Linked DNA regions of Capsicum annuum: region 1 is linked to region 2. The links are chromatin contacts, called in public Hi-C maps. All regions are on one chromosome and are shown on one strand. The core of a region is the stretch at or near the end of the contact, and the rest is flanking DNA. Distances in the headings are between cores, read along the strand shown. Region 1 holds the start of LOC107875450 (gamma-interferon-responsive lysosomal thiol protein). Region 2 overlaps LOC107875452 (rab3 GTPase-activating protein catalytic subunit).

The links. A called contact is a pair of places that touch in the nucleus more often than the background predicts.
Region 1: a contact with region 2 is called in a Hi-C map of leaf, with 4 times the contacts expected there. The contact joins the promoter of LOC107875450 here to the enhancer-like site in region 2. A contact is called at or near these places in 4 of 5 Hi-C or Micro-C datasets (bud, leaf and placenta).

Annotation. Positions count from the first base shown.
Region 1 is chr6:224,466,017-224,469,333 of UCD10Xv1.1, forward strand. It overlaps LOC107875450 (gamma-interferon-responsive lysosomal thiol protein), which reads right to left and starts at 1,867. Exons shown (of 5, transcript XM_047414170.1): 1 at 1,179-1,867; 2 at 862-927; 3 at 567-722; 4 at 383-475. The coding sequence starts at 1,646.
Region 2 is chr6:224,431,779-224,435,091 of UCD10Xv1.1, forward strand. It overlaps LOC107875452 (rab3 GTPase-activating protein catalytic subunit), which reads left to right. Exons shown (of 23, transcript XM_047414168.1): 22 at 1-29; 23 at 277-745. The coding sequence ends at 573. Among protein-coding and RNA genes, the nearest start is that of LOC107873802, 14 kb to the right of the region's middle. Within about 2 kb of position 1,338, at least 5 of the 5 cell types and tissues checked have an H3K27ac peak or open chromatin away from gene starts, as enhancers often do. A contact at or near this core is called in bud and leaf, where this site is marked.

The sequences.
Region 1 (3,317 bases), core at 617-3,116, 35 kb after region 2:
ATCATGGGCTTCAATGTCCGGTCTGGTGCGTGCACATTCCTGAACCGAAGGTATTTTCACCCTGCAAGCTGTCCAATTTCCTGGGGGCCCACATCAGCCTAGACTTTGATATCATATAAAGTTAGGGTTGACTTAACTCACGCCCCAAAAGTCAGGTCAAGAGGAGAAGAATTGACCCAATCTTATAAGGAGAACATTATTTCATTCATTCAGCGACATGGGACATTCCATTCATCAAGAATATTATTACACTTTATATATAGATTCTTCTCTTTTCAGCTATCAATATGAGACTTTGTTAGCATACCCGCCAAAATTTCCTGACTACAGATGAAAATTATTGAAAGTGCAAAAATATGAAATATGGATCAAATTAACTGACTTCATAAAGCGGTTGGCCATCAACAACAACCCATGGAACATATGTGTGAGGAGGTTGAAGAGCTTGTGTCTCAGCAGCATAAAAGAGTTCCAGCTGCAGAAAACACGTTCAATCGCGGAATCAGAAAAGGAAAAACACTAACACGAAGACAGAACAGAAAATTCAATCAACAAAGAAAGCTAACCTCTTTCCCTCGCGCACTTTTTAAGCAATCAGTAACAGGCGTTGAATCTAATTTCAGCTTTTCATAACATGTTTTCCACTGCGGATACTGCCTTCTGTACACAAAACTTTCCAGCACCACGTTTTCCATACAGTTAATGAAAGGCAAGTATTTGTTCTGCATCAGAAATTTTATTCATATGCATTTAGAATTTCGTATTTAAACTATCAACTAGACCAGGGTAAAGCAAAGTACAAAAGATTCATATAACCAACCAACTGATGAATTGACAGCAACATAACATAACATAACTTACCAAATCTGTCCACACATCTATCGCACAAGCCTGTACAGTGTTCAACAAACATTCCAGTTTTCCATGCTGCAAACAAAAAGGGCAAATATTTCGTCAAATCTCGATACGTGCACAATTATATGCTTATATGTACTTCGACAAAACTCAATCAAGACGATCATATAATGGCAAAATAATTAGTCAAAAGGCAAATAGCTCGAATCATGTTCATTAGAATTTAAGAAATAGAGAAAATAACATGAAGTGCATGTTACGTGGCTAAAATTTGAATTAGTCAAATTCCTAATTAAATCGAGCACCACACATCATAGACAAACCTGGCAATAGATGGTTCCATTAAAAACATCAGCGTTGCCATATGGAAAAAGCTTGAGCTGTGTAACATGGATGAGTCCACTGTCAAAAAGTTTGGGCAGATTATCCACTATGAATTTGGCTGAGCTCGGGCATAGTGTCTCATAATAAATGTCTACTTTTACCTTCTCTACTTCCCCAGAAACTCTAACTGTACAACTCTCACAACAATAATTTGAACTTAGTTGTAACAAATACAAAACCACTAGAATTACCAAAACTTGACGACCCTCAATTCCCATGCCCATGCTATGGAGTCTACCAAACTTTGGTTCAATTCCAATTTTTTTTATCAAGTGGAGGAGGAATTTGGAATAATGTATCTTTAGAGGTCTATGTAATATAAATGATTCATCATGAAGTGTAGAATTTGGAAAGAAACAGAAAATTGACGTTTTGAGACAGTTTGTTCTAATTGAGCACCTGTACATGTGATAATCTATTTCTACAAAGACACTTTTGGTTTTAGATAAAAAAAAATTATGTCTATTGTTAAGTGACTATTAAATAGTTAAGTTAATAACATTAAATATATATATCATCCAATTTAATTTTACACACCACTAACAATTGTAAGACTTGGAGGTTTTATGACGACTTAAACTAATGTGTATAAGACTTAACTACCTAGAAGCTTGAGAACATGCGCAACAGCTTTTTTAAAGCTTGTACACTTCATTATATGTTTAGGTATTCAATTAAAATAAATTGTAGTACAAACGTCTAAATTTATGAAAGTTGAATGGGTTGTCAATATATAATTTTTAATTACTCTGCTTATATGTAGTGTGCATACGAATGCTTGGAGAGTTCATTCAAACTCCCTTCATAGAAAAATTAAATTATAATACTATTTTTATATGGTCGAAAATATTTTTATGAATATACAGTAGATGTTGAACTTCCTTCGACTAATCCGTATATTTATTTTTGAACCCTTCGATGAAAATTCTGGCTCCGTCACTGATAACAAGTTGTTCGTAAATGGAGTGATGGCTTTACTAGTTATAAAACTATGAGAACAACCTTATTAGCCAATTAAGACTGGTTGAGTGCTGAGTGCTTTAGTTAGCATCTATATGATGGTTGATTTATAAAAATCCAACTACTCTAGACATCCAAAATACCATATTATAGAGATAAATAGAATATACGTGTAAACTCGTCTTGTTTACCCAACGACGTCTTGTTCATTGACGTTGTGAATCTCATTCCGTTAAAAAAACATATATTTAGTGCAAAAAAAAAAAAAAATGCACTAAGAAGTCTGGAGTCAAAAGAGCTCTTTTTTTTATCAAAAATTTCAAAAGGGACACTTACTTTCGAAAAAAACCAAAACGGACAAAACACTGCGAGGCCTAACGACTTGTAAGTGTTCACTGTTCACCTCTTCCTTTTTTTTTTTTGTTTCCATCCTTAAAATCATCATTTTTACTCCTTTCTTTTCTCTTTCATTTTGACCGAAAATAATAATACTCACCCACTCAAAGATTCCACACTACATAGACCATTCACATTTACTCTATTTTTCCTTTTCTTTGTGGGAGCATCAGAAAAGAATAGAGAACATTGCATCATCTTTCTTTTTCTCCAACGACCAGAAAACATAAACACAAATAATTCTTCATTTTCATCACTTCACAATTCCACTCTAAAGCACACAATGTATTTAAATAATTTAAGTTGTTAATTATTGTAATTTATTATATTTTTTTATGTAATTATTGAGTGGGTAAGTATTATTGTTCTCGGTCAAAATGAAAGAGAAAAGAAAGGAGTAAAAATGATGATGTTAAGGATGGAAAAAAAAAAAAAGGAGGAGGTGAATAGTGAACACTTGCAAGTCGCTGGGCTCCGGGCGACTTGTAAGTCGCTGGGCCCCGGGCGACTTGTAAGTCATAAGGCCCGCAGCGTTTCGTCCATTTTGGTTTTTTTCGAAAGTAAGTGTCCCTTTTGAAATTTTTGATAAAAAAAAGAGCCCTTTGGCTCCGAACTCATGCACTAAGCCTATTTTGATTACTTTCTAGATTCAGTACATAGTTCGGTTATTTTTTAAATTCAGGGCATATTTGAGTCGCACATTTGGCAATATTTTCAGCTCA
Region 2 (3,313 bases), core at 88-2,587:
CAACATCAATTGGTGGTGATGAGAAAAAGGTAAAGTATATTTTACATCTCTTATTTTCTCTCTTTTGGTATATCTAGAATGAGAGATTGATATTTTGATCAAGAGTTATTAACAAATTTCTTAACTTGATTAACTACATGTACTTTCGGCCCCTCACTTTAGCTTTTGTGGCTGAAGATGTCGTTTTAATGTATTATTTCCATAAACCAGGCTAAATTTACCTGTGCCTCTATCTCTTTCTTTCTCATTTTATACGGTGCAACTTTGTTATGTTAGGATTTTGATAAGAAACAAGAAGTTAAACGACAAGAGAGAGAGGTAGTTGCAAGCATGTTCACTCCGCCTACTGTGAATCAATCATGGAGGAAAGTCTTAAGCATGGGAAATCTTCTCAATGGCCATGAACCAACACTGAGAGAGATCATATTTTCCAAACGTGATCACCTCAGTGAAAATTACTATGCTAGTCATGCTCCAAGGGGTTACCAACAAGAACTAGAAACATACAGAATGTACATAAGCGGAACCTCAAATGATCTGAGTGTGGCACTGGCAGTTGCCTCTTGTGACTAGTTTCATCAGTAAAGGAACCAGGTATATTATTGTCGTTTCTCTTGTTAGTATATCCAGCCATTCTTCTCATTCGTGTTCCATTGGTACATGCTATTAAATTTTCTAATTTGTTTGAAAAGGCTCTTGGTTGTCACATCTTTTCTGCCTTTCCTCGAAATACAGATTTTTTTTCTTGCTGTGTCCAAATTTTCTTAAGAGAATTTACTGGAAATGATTTCATGGTTTTCCATGGGGTTATGAAAAAAAATTATGCACATGAGCTGTCATTTGGTTGGTGTGACAAGGATAATAATCTCGGGATAAAATGTGGGATTATGCTATCCCGCATTGGTTATGGGTATTAATTAATCTCAGATTTATCTTATCCGATCATTTGTACTAAGATGGTGGATTAACTATCTAATATAAAAGGTGGGACAGCTAATTCCATTGGATGTCTTTTGTCTATCGCATCCCACCAACCAGATGACCCATAAGGGTGTGGTCTAGTGGTCAATAAAGTGTGTTGGAGAACCATATGTCTCATGTTCAAATCTTAGAGGAGACAAAAAAACACTAGGTGATTTCTTTTTATTTGTCTTAATCATGGTGGATCACCATAGAATTATCTGGGACACCATGATTATCATTTTCTTAAGGTTCTCCATGGTTCATATGAGTTTTGTCCTTAATTACTGCCGCCGAACTTCAGTATGATGATAGTGAGATTGTGAGATGGGATCTTTCTTCAGTTTTCTTGCCTATGTCATGTCCCTATTATCATTCTTATAAGTTCCTATTAGTCATTGCTACTTTGCAATATTTTTGGTCCAGAGGGGCTTCATCAATCATCAATCATAATCATTCAGTTCTCTTTCTAATCAATTGCCCTCCAACGAAGACGTCATATAGAATAAAGTTTCTTTACGTTTTTCAACTTTCAACCAATTAGACGGTTTCTATAATTGACAGACAAGACCCGGGCCATATGTAGCTTATTGTACGTCCATTGTTTTTTCACCAAGTCCGACTTTCTTTCCGGTGTGCATATGTAGTAAGGACCGCTTGGAGTTGGACACAGAATGCCTAATTCAAATTGAAATGTACAATGAGTCGGGAAATAAGATTTTTCTTTTCTTAAAAGAGAAAAAGCACCCAAGGGTGTGGCCTAGTGATTCAATGAAGTTGGGATGAGTACCATGGGGTCTCAGGTTCAATTCCCAGCAGAGACAAACACTAGGTGTTTTCTTCACATCTGTTCTAGCCTGTTGCTGGTGGGAGGTGGCAGGTATCCCGTGGATTTAGTCAAGGTGCGCGCAAGCTGATCCGGATACCACGGTTATCAAAAAAAAAAAAGAGAAACAAACAAAATAAATCCACTTTTTGGATTATTGCCGATATAATCATAAAAAGCAAAATTTTCAGGGATCGGATAAACTTTGATTTTCGGCTAACCCAGCGCCAAGTCTGTTTCACCCGGTGTCCAGTAAGCATAGGGCCCCCGACTAATTCGAATTCGGCTGGCTTAGGCTCTCCCTACCAAGTCCGAACTTAACTTGTAAAGATAACTGTAGGATTACATGAAAGATATGAAGTTAAGCTCCCACGGATGTTCATACCATATAGTAGTTTTCTTTATCTATCTCTACTGCCTAAGAGGGGAAAAAAGAGGAAAAAGAAAAGACCAGCTGCAAGGTCTGATGAGCAGGTTATTACTACTATATAGGGAATGAAGTAAAGGGAAGCCTGATGCAATAAAGCTCTCGCTATGCGCAGGGGTTAGGAAAAGGATTGAACCACAAGTGTTTATTGTACCCAATCTTATCATCCGTTTCTATAAAAGGTTGTTTCCACGGCTTGAACCTGTGACCTCATGATCACATGGTAAAAATGTTGTTAGTTATTTCAAGGTTCACCTTCCATATAGGAAATAAAGTATTAAGAAGAAACAAAAAAACTCCAGACTTCTTATTGCTATAATAATGTGCTTATCAAAAGAAAAAGCTAAAAGAACTTGGGGGGACGACCCTACCCAAGAAACATCTGGCTTTCAGTGGCTAAATGCAATTACTTTGAACAAATGGGAATAAAAGTAACAAAAATGATGATAATGATGGGCCCTCTTCTAAAGAATCCAAATCTATTGAAGGGTCATATCATTAAGGGAATATAATCTCCTATACGCTCCTTTCTATTGCTATATGCTTCTCCCTCAAATAGTGTTTTCCTTTTTTTAATGCATCAATCATATTAGAAAGGGGAAACACCTTTTTATTCAAAAGTTACAAGTTGAGCAACAACAGTTATAGGAATATAGGCGTTTTAGAAATTCATTCTTCTCTAAAGTATTTGATTGATCATTGAACGATATGAACGTTTAGATTCCACTAACTACGTTTGCTTTTGACCTTAAACTATTTGGTGTTTTAATATCTTAATCATGACCAACACCGCACTAATAGTAAATGAAGTGGGTTGAGAACCTGAGGTCTCAAGTTCAAATCTAAATAAAGACAAAAAAAAAAAAAAAAAAAAAACTAGTGATTTTTCCTATTTGTCCTAGCCTTGGTGGACAGATTTACCTGATATATGCATTCGGTGGGACATAGCATGTATTCCGTGGATTTAGATGTATGCGAAAGCTGATCCGAATACCATGATAATAAAAAAAGAACTATCAAAAGGCATAATAATAAGCATGTCCTTTAACTTGGCCTCAACTCGCATTTATGACCTCCAACTTTGGATGTGCATAAGTAGA